2 separate regions of the Mus musculus genome follow, and region 1 is linked to region 2. A link is a contact called in public HiChIP or PLAC-seq data. All regions are on one chromosome and are shown on one strand. Each heading gives the region's core, a stretch centred on a gene start, on an enhancer-like site or on the middle of the called end of the contact. The rest is flanking DNA. Distances are from core to core; before and after follow the strand shown. Region 1 has its middle 34 kb from the start of Olfr24. Region 2 holds the start of Zfp558 (zinc finger protein 558).

What was found. HiChIP or PLAC-seq counts read pairs in DNA pulled down with a chosen protein or histone mark.
Region 1: a contact with region 2 is called in an H3K27ac HiChIP or PLAC-seq map of embryonic stem cells, with 3 times the contacts expected there. The contact joins the enhancer-like site here to the promoter of Zfp558 in region 2. A contact is called at or near these places in 6 of 39 promoter capture datasets (the HPC-7 cell line, cranial neural crest, embryonic stem cells and 1 more), 1 of 484 Hi-C or Micro-C datasets (embryonic stem cells), 8 of 115 datasets of contacts at active chromatin or transcription factors (all in embryonic stem cells) and 1 of 9 other capture datasets (adipose tissue).

Annotation. Positions count from the first base shown.
Region 1 is chr9:18,719,521-18,723,836 of GRCm38.p6, reverse strand. No RefSeq gene overlaps it. Among named protein-coding and RNA genes, the nearest start is that of Olfr24, 34 kb to the left of the region's middle. Within about 2 kb of position 1,821, at least 50 of the 459 cell types and tissues checked have an H3K27ac peak or open chromatin away from gene starts, as enhancers often do. A contact at or near this core is called in embryonic stem cells, where this site is marked.
Region 2 is chr9:18,472,179-18,477,034 of GRCm38.p6, reverse strand. It overlaps Zfp558 (zinc finger protein 558), which reads left to right and starts at 3,476. Exons shown (of 8, transcript NM_028935.1): 1 at 3,476-3,681; 2 at 4,041-4,149.

The sequences.
Region 1 (4,316 bases), core at 572-3,071, 250 kb before region 2:
TTAACAATTATAATTTTGAATTGAAGCTCTTTTAGTATGAAAATAAACTTTAAGTCATTAATACAGCACATATCCTTTTACAGTGTGCTCTTACAAAATATCAGTTTTTATTTGCCTCTAGCTTGTTGTTTGTTTGTTTATTTTAGTACCTAGCATTTAACAAATGCAGAAATATAAGTGATTAAATATACATCTTTAAGTGAGATTTTGATAACATAAATTGACCATTGTACCTTAGGAATTAATATGAGCTATGTTGCAGCAAGTTAGTTTACTTGTACATACATTTTTGACTACTAACATTTTTGTCAATGTTGCAGGTTTTATATTAAGCAGAAATGAGTATTTACAGAGTTTTATACTCATAATTGCATTTATCCATTCTAACTTCCTTATACATTTTTAAATTGTTTTATTTATTTTCAATCAAAATGTTGTCCTCCTTACCAGTGCCCCCTCCAAGAGTTTTCCACCCCCCTTCCCCTCCCCATTGCCTCTGAGAGGGTGCTCTCCCTCCCATCCCACCTACCCCCTCACACACCTACCCATCCCAGTTTCATATATTTTTTTAATTTTTCAAAAATACCATGAGACATAAGAGTAACAAATAAAACTCATCATCATATTTTGTAAGAAAAGATTTAATGAAAGGCATTAAGCAATATTTGGGGCCTTTACTTAGTATATATAACGGGTTTTTGTTGTTGTTGTTGTACATACAGGTGGACTTCCTTGCCATTTTTAAGTTTTAGCCTATACACTCAGAAAACCTTGAGGTCTTACATAATTAGGTCATAATTACATACAACCAGTAGGGAGGAATGCCAGGATACTCAGTGAAGTGCTAATGATCTTGTCTATCTCCTCATTTGAAAGAACGTTAACTGTAATTCGTTCAGTTCAGTTGTAATTGTTTAAACAGACACAAAGTTCTGACAATGGCCATTGTTTAGTTTAGAAGGCATGCAGCATTACCTTAACAAGAGAAGGCGGAACCCAGATTACATGCACAGTGTGATGCTACAAATTATTTCCTGTGTAAATAGTGTAAAACCATTAGCCTTGCCATCCTCCCGGTAAACATTACAGAAATTGTAGGACCACTGTTATAACATGCTACATGTGTAGCATGTCAAGTTTCTGCATCGTAATCATTATAAAATTTATGTTTACAACATCTAACAGAAGTTAGCTGAGGAAGCCCTATTACAACTATGAAGTTGGAGTTATTGCTGAGGAATTTTGGACAGAGGGTTTCTTCTGTCATTTTTAAGTATAAGCAATTTTATTACTTAATTATTTAGCTGATTGTACCATGAGATATGATAAATAATAGTTTCTATTAGAAGTAGTTTACATCTTAGCTGTTTTAAAGTACATAGGCCTCATAACATAACATAACATAACATAAACAATAGAAGCCTGTGTTAGAAGTGCTATGCTTTTTTAGCTTTTTTTAAGTACATAAAGTCTTTCCGGATTGGGGTGGGGGAACTTCTTAGTAATGTAAAACAGGCTATGACTTTTTTTATACACAAAGACATCCCCATGTCCCTGGGACTGCACTGGGTGATCTACATCTCTATGCCCTGTTTGTGTGTTTCTGCAGATGAGGGGTGGGGGGGACAGACCACTTGAAAAGCCTAGCAGGAAATTGAACCATAGAAACAAAAGCAAACAGCTGCGGGAAGTAAATAAGCCCCAGCAACAAAAAGACCACCCTAGCTCCCATAAATCAGGAGAGAGTGCTCGAGACCTAGCAGAAATAGCAGGCCGACAGGCAGGCAGGCAGGCAGACGTTAGGACCCAGTGTAGATTGTATCTCCAGTTTTCTTTTGTGTTAAATTTGGGCTCTAGGCCAGGATGGAAACTAGAGCTGAATGGCAGGGATGAGAGGTTAAAATGAGCTGGGGAACAGGGGGTGAGAGGGTGTTCCTCAGATCCTCTGCTGTTTCCTTTGAGAAAGTTGTTTAGATCAGTCAGAACCTCAAAATTGAAAGTTTCAAAACTGGGGCGAGGTATAGCCATTATCAGAGTGCGATGGACAGATTTGAGCAGATAATTGAGCTTCCTGTGCTGAAACCCACTAAGAAGGAGCTTTTTGAGCTTCCCTTAAAAAATGGTATAAGTTTGAAGTGACAAGCATGACTGGTGGAGTGTCTTATTTTGCTGCCTCTGGTGAACCTGGATTTTGGGAAAGAAGAAAATGAGCCCAGATGTTAGGAGGGAGCATCCATCCCTATGCTATAAGATCTAGGAGTATTCTAAAGGCGGTTAGCCATGGTAGATTCTCAATGCTCCAAGAATTTCGTGACCTGGAGAGGGGGTAAGAACCTCACAGGGCTTTGGGGGTCTGGTCAGGGAACCTCTGAGTTAGGAAAAGCCTGACAAATTGCTGTGCAATATCGTTTAGGTTTGTGAAGAACTGGAGTCTGGCAAAACTGAACTGAGCCTACTTTGGTTGACTCCCCTCACCTTCTGCTGATACCTACCAGTCCTCAATGAAAAATATCCCTGGCATTCCAGAGACCAACTCGGGAAACCACTGGCCCATAGGGCCTTGGTTCACATAAAGCTGATTTTCTGGCTGAGTTATAAACTAGGCCCAACAGACCCTGTGACCAGGCATGTCTGGGAGGGATTAGTGGGTGTCAGTTTGTGCTAGGGTTCAGTCAGAGCTAGGCTGCCAGGAAGTCTTTTATAATGTCCAGGCCTCCAGTGCCTCAGGGCTCAAGTTTCGGTGGAAGCAGAGACAAATAATAGAAGGTGTACACAAGACAGGATGATTCCCACAGCACACAAGGCCTAGGGAAGCTTGTTATGAAAGAGCAGTGCAGAAGAGAAAAAGGGGAGGAGAGGGAAGAAAAAGAAAGAAAGAGAGGAGAGAAGATAACACAGTATAGGATAAAGACAGTGAGAAGAAAGAGGGGAAGGGGGAACAAAGATATCTATATGAAAGAAAACATGCAAATGGGAGAGTGGTTAGCTAGAGAGGTAAAGGGACGAGATGCAGAAAAGGAGCAGAAAGATGGAAAAGACAAGAGGGAATATTTTAAAAGGGAAAGAGAGGTGTTGAGAGATATTTACAGAGACTAAAAGAGAAAGTGAATAGATCCTGGAGAGAACAGGGGATATGATGGAATGGGAGAGAATGATAGAGAGGAGAAAATCAGGTGAAAGAACAACTTGGAGAGAGTGAGATCTTGAGAGAAACAAATATTAAAAATAACTGGAGATAGGCAGTGAAGGAAAGAAATCAAGAAAGGAGAAAACATAATTCAACTCTATGTGAAGTGGGCAAAGAAAAAAATGCAGAAAGAACAAAAGGCAGAAGAGGAAAAACTGGGGGAAAGGTAAGGGAGGCCAGGGACTGGGAAATATTGAGGAAGAGACACAGAGGCAAATATACCATGACTGGAAGAAAGGGTGATGACAAGGGCCTGGGGATGCAGTTCAGTGTGGAATCATGATCCTCGTGGCCATTAGGAATGAGCCCAGATATTTGTTCCTGAGGAGACCTTTTCCATCTTTTCCCATGAGAAAGGAAGCAGCCCTCTAAGGAAACCCTGCCCTGCTTCCTCTCTACACCATTTTCACTTTCCCAGAAAAGGTAGACTGCTTCTGTAATAGGCATGAGTCCCTAGGCTCAGTACCCAGGCATGAAGGAGCACAGAATAGAAAATACAGGAGAGGTAACACAAGAATGAAGAGAGGAAAGAGAAGGAAGGATTTAAGAGTAGAAAATGAAGTATTCTGTTCTAATACAGTAACTGCACTATGCCTCAAAGAAACACAAAATGAATGTAACCAAGCAAGACACTTTCTTTTTGTAAAAAATATGTGGACATTATTTTTGTAAAACTTGTGTGCTAGAATCCAAACCAGCCAAACAAGCAGCACTTGTGGCCAAGTGACTTCTGCCTTTTATTCCTAATGCAGGTAGGTGATGACTGTCTCACCTCATTGGTAGGAACTGTACCTCACAGTATGAGGAGATGGCTCACCTATGTGAAGAGGAAGGGCAGAATAGAGTCAGCTAAGGGTTGGGTAAATGTGCATGTTATGAAATGGGATAACTTGAGAGATTATTGGCCCTTGTCAGGGTAGCTGCCTTCGGTAAAACCAAATCATTCCTCAGAGAGGACACAGAATTTGCTATCAGTGTAATAGCAAATACCTATAATTGTAACACTCGAAGTACAGGCTAGAGAATTAGAAGTTCAAGTTCACCTTGGGCTACACAGTAAATTTGAAGCCAACCAGGTCTACCTGAGATAGTGTACTGAAAAAGAGGAAGAAAATCCCAGGTACTATGA
Region 2 (4,856 bases), core at 2,227-4,726:
ACAATCTAGGGTTAGTCTGTGTTGAAAAAAAAAACCTATTTTATCAAATATGCATATAGTGGGCCTTTCATAGTTTAGTGGGTAAGGATGCTTGTCTCTGAGCCTGACAACATAAGTTTGATCCCTCCATCCCACGTGATGTGTAGGGAAATGGCATCAGGAGACTGCTCCCAGGTTGCTAGCTTCAAGGCAACCAGGGTCTTTGTCATTCTCAGCAGACTGAGACCAAGGAAGCATACTTTCTCAAGCAGAGGATCCTGGTATTCTGCCAAGTAAGCAGCAAACCTGAGGAAGTGACCATCATGATCCATTTCTCATGTGAGTACGTAACTTTGTTTTTAATTATAAGAACCTACACATCTAAAAGTCAGACTGCAGACAGATTTCTCAGTCTGCAAGGAGGTTGAGGTCACTTGGAACAGAGATAAGCTATTTCTAGGTAAACAGCACCTGGTGTAAACTGGAAAGTGTGGGAAAATCTTAATTCTGCTTCCTGTATAAAAGATGCTGAAACTTTCAATAAACTATGCATTGGTGTGCTACCACTGTTCATCCCCTGGGTCCTAATTAATGTGACCCTCATTTGGGACTCCTCAACGCACTAGACATTAACAATGGTGTAAGGCGAGAAATAACTGAGTCCCGAGGAATATCCTCTGACCTCTGCATGCAGACACATGCAATAAAGAAAATGCATTTTAAGTTAACATATGTTAATTGCACAAAGGAATATGTTTATGACATTTCCCTACTATATTTCCCCCTAGATTCCATTTATGATAAAACACGTACAATATTTTTCTGAGACTAGTTTCTTTTAATATGATGATTTAGTATAGTAATTCCCCCTCATCGTTCTTTTTTTCTGCAAATGACATATTCTTTATGGCTAGATAGAATTCCACTGTGTATATTTACTACATTTTACCCATTAATTTATTAACAGGCATATAGGCTGGTTGGAGCATAGCTATTGTGAAGACAGAAGTAATAAGCTTGAGTATGTAGATATATCTATAACAAACTAATGTAGTTTTTTTGTCACGTTGACACAAGCTTGAGTCACCTGTAAACATAAAACCTTTTGCCACTTTACTGTGCTTAAGTTCTCTGGTCTCGAGTATGTGGCATTTCCCATAATCATTGCGACATTGTTGGGGTTTTGAGTTTGTTTTCTTCTGCTTTGATTCTTCTCTGAGGGTGATACCCTTGGAGGGTGTTGGGTATCTTCGTGCTGGCAACATAGTCAGGCCCAGTCACTTGGGGTTCTGTGGCTCATAGGTGCATTCTTTTTTTCTTCGGTGTCTCACAAATTATCCCAACCGTTGAATAAAATTATAAATATGTTAATACCAGCTTTTTCCAATAAAATAACAAATGTTACATCTAAAAAAAAAAAAAGAAAAAGAAAATGCCTCGGGGGCTGGAGAGATGGCTCAGTGGTTAAGAGCACCGACTGCTCTTCCGAAGGTCCTGAGTTCAAATCCCAGCAACCACATGGTGGCTCATAACCATCCATAATGAGATCTGACACCCTCTTCTGGTGCATCTGAAGACAGCTATATTGTACTTAGATATAATAATAAATAAATCTTTAAAAAAAAAAGAAAATGTCTCCATGAGACTGACCTGAAGACAAGTCTGTGGGGCACTTTAATGATTAGAATTGATGTGGGAGAATCCATTATACCATGGGCAGTGCTATTCTGAGGAAGAAATCTTGGGATGTATGAGAAAGTAAGCTAAACAACCTAAGGTTTTAATACAGTAAGCAGTGTTCTCTACATCTCCTGTTTTAGTTCTCCTGCCCAGACTTCTCTCAGCGATGAACTGTGATTAGGATGCCCTTCCTTCCTTCCTTCCTCAGGGGGCTTTTGTTTTCTTTCTTGTTTTTCTTTTCTTTTCTTTTCTTTTTTCTTTTTTTTTTTTTTTTGCCAGAATGTTCTATCACAGTAGTAGAAATCAAATTAGAACACTGACTTTTTTTTTCTTGTAGTATATACCCAATAGCATAGCAGGAATCTTTATCTTCCTGTTAGAATGCCTTTCATCAAGAAAAGAAAAAGGCTCATGCGAATTAAAGCTGTACAGAGTCACAAAGGCAAGACCCGTTCTCGTGAGTTTACCATGAGCTGTATATCAATGGTTCTCTACCTTCCTAATGTAACTGTGACCCTGTAATACAGTTCCTCATGCTATGGTGACCACCAACCATAAAATTATTTTCGTTGCTACGTCATGACTATAATTTTGCCATTGTTTTGTTTGTTTGTTTGTTTTTGTTTTGTTCTGTTTGTTTGGTTTGGTGGGTTTTTTTTGTTTGTTTGTTTGTTTTGTTTTTTCGAGACAGGGTTTCTCTGTGTAGCCCTGGCTGTCCTGACACTCACTCTGTAGACCAGGCTGGCAGCCAACTCAGAAATCCGCCTTCCTCTGCCTCCCAAGGTGCTGGGATTAAAGGAATGCACCAGCACTGCCCAGATAATTTTGCCATTGTTATAGTAATGTAAATACCTGTTTTCTTACAGTCTTAGGAGATCTCAGTGAAAGTCATTTAACCTCCTACTCCACAAGGGGTCATGACCCACAGGTTAAGAACTGCATACAGTCCTAAGGACAGCATGTGCTTGAAGACATCTTCTGACTAGTAAGACAATCTGAAGTACACCCGTTCCTATTTACTACACCCTGGAGGGACAGGAATCCCCATTCCAAGAACGATTTTGTACTTAGAGGTCACAGGACTCTTGCCTGGCTCTCTCACTGGCAGTCAGAATTCTTCTTACACATTTTCACTTCATAGACGGCATTCTGACATGATCCAAGGAGGGTTACCTCCAGTTCCACCCCTGGGGGTGATCTTTTATATTCCGTAGGACCACAGGACTCACAACATCCCATCCATATTCCTATCCCAGTAACCAGCCTCTCAAATTCCTTGGGACAGTAGCAATCATACTTCATACCATACACTATTCCATATGTCCACCCCTGAAACTAATCTCCACCCCTTGTCAACTCCGTTCACTCATGACTTTATCTCTGCCCACCTGCCCCAGAACTAATCCTCACCCTAGCCACTTCCTCAGAACTTTTTCCCAGCTATTACACAAGCTCCCCCAAGCTTGCGCTTCCAGGTTCTACCATAGTCCGTCCTCTTACAGTTCCCAGGGTCGCCCTGGTCTCTTTAGCTGACCTATCCCAAAATCCAACTATGTACACAGTCACTAAACAAACTGGGAAGAACACGTACAATACGAAGGGGACCACAGACGTGTAATCTGCCCTAAAACCCGGACAAACTTTTGGGCGGAAGTGAACCTCGAGGCGGCGCTCAGGGCCGGAAGTGGAAGCGCGGGGCGGAACTGAAGGAGGAGTCAGCGCAGCGGATGTGGTCGATCTTGGGGTGGGCGTCTTCGGCGGCTGGGAAGGGCGACTCGGTGTGTGTACACGGGTTTTTAGTCGAGTTGAGAAAGAGCGCCAGCCGGGAGCGCCCTCTGCCTAGTGGCCCTGGACTCCTGCTACCTCCCGAAAGCCCCAGGCTGCTTCCGCAGCCAGCGATAAAACCCGAGCTCTTCCAGCTCGCAGCCCTGGGAATGCTTTTTGTTCTCACAGAGGGGGGCGTGGCAGGCGAGCTGAGGGATGGTCAGCCAGCGGGTCCTGTTCTATCTCCTGAGCTGCAAGGTGCGTTCAGGGCGAATTAGCACATGTGCTGAGGGTGGAAATCCTTCCAGCTCTGTGAAGTTCATTCAGCCCCATCACCTTTAGGACCTCTACGTTTACTGCACGTGGAAATCACCAAAAGAGCTCTCTCTAGTCAATACATTGAGCAATTGAATAGACACATCATTCCAGCTTCTGCTGAGTTTGTGCCTGCATAGATATTAGGTAATTCCTTTTACACAGCCAAAACCTGGGCTATTATTACACGTTAACTGTGTAGATACACGTGGCGAGGGGCAATGAAAGGTTTTGTTTTTTTCTGTCACAGTTTGAATGCTTTCCATAAAAGGACTCATCAATCTTTGTGCCTTATTTTCCAGACAAGAAAAACATCATGCAAACTCAAACTTGTGTTGGACCCTCAATGTTGTGTTGAAAACGCCTGAATGTCCACCTGCCCTCATTAATCTATTAATTTCATGTAACCAGGTGAGTACGATGTGGAATATGAAACAATGGGGTTCCACCTGATCCTGCAGTGTAGAACTCCTTTTCTTCTGCTTGTAACAGGTTGTAATTCTAAGATTGCAACCTGTTTAAAATGAGGGTTATCTCAAGAAGCTGTATTAATATTTGATGGGTTATATTCAAGGGATGGATACAAAGGTGTGTGAAAAGTAAATATAGTTAAATGCAAATTACACAAAATAAAAGTAATTAGCCATGAATAAGCATATAAATGCAGAATTTTTTGTATACTTATACCAAAATTTTCAGAATATTATATTAAGTACAAATATATGAAATATTTGTGTCTATTTTTAGTACTTACAAGTCTGAAGTAAATGTTAGAAGTACTCAGTGGCACTCTTCAAGCGCATTCCATGTGACTCCTAAAAACCTGCAAATTGTCATGACGTTTTAGAATACAAAGGCATATATGAAAATGATGTCTTGAGTGTCCTTACATTAGGAGCAGAAATTTTAAAAATTGAGTAGCTACTAGATGTTTATAAGATTGAAAATATTTAGAAGAGTATCAAAGAACAAGGTAGTCTCCTTCCTTCCTTCCTTTCTTTTTTTTTTTTTTTTTCTGAGACAGGGTTTCTCTTTGTAGTCCTGGCTGTCCTGGAACTCACTTTGTAGACCAGGCTGGTCTCGAACTCAGAAATCCGCCTGCCTCTGCCTCCCAAGTG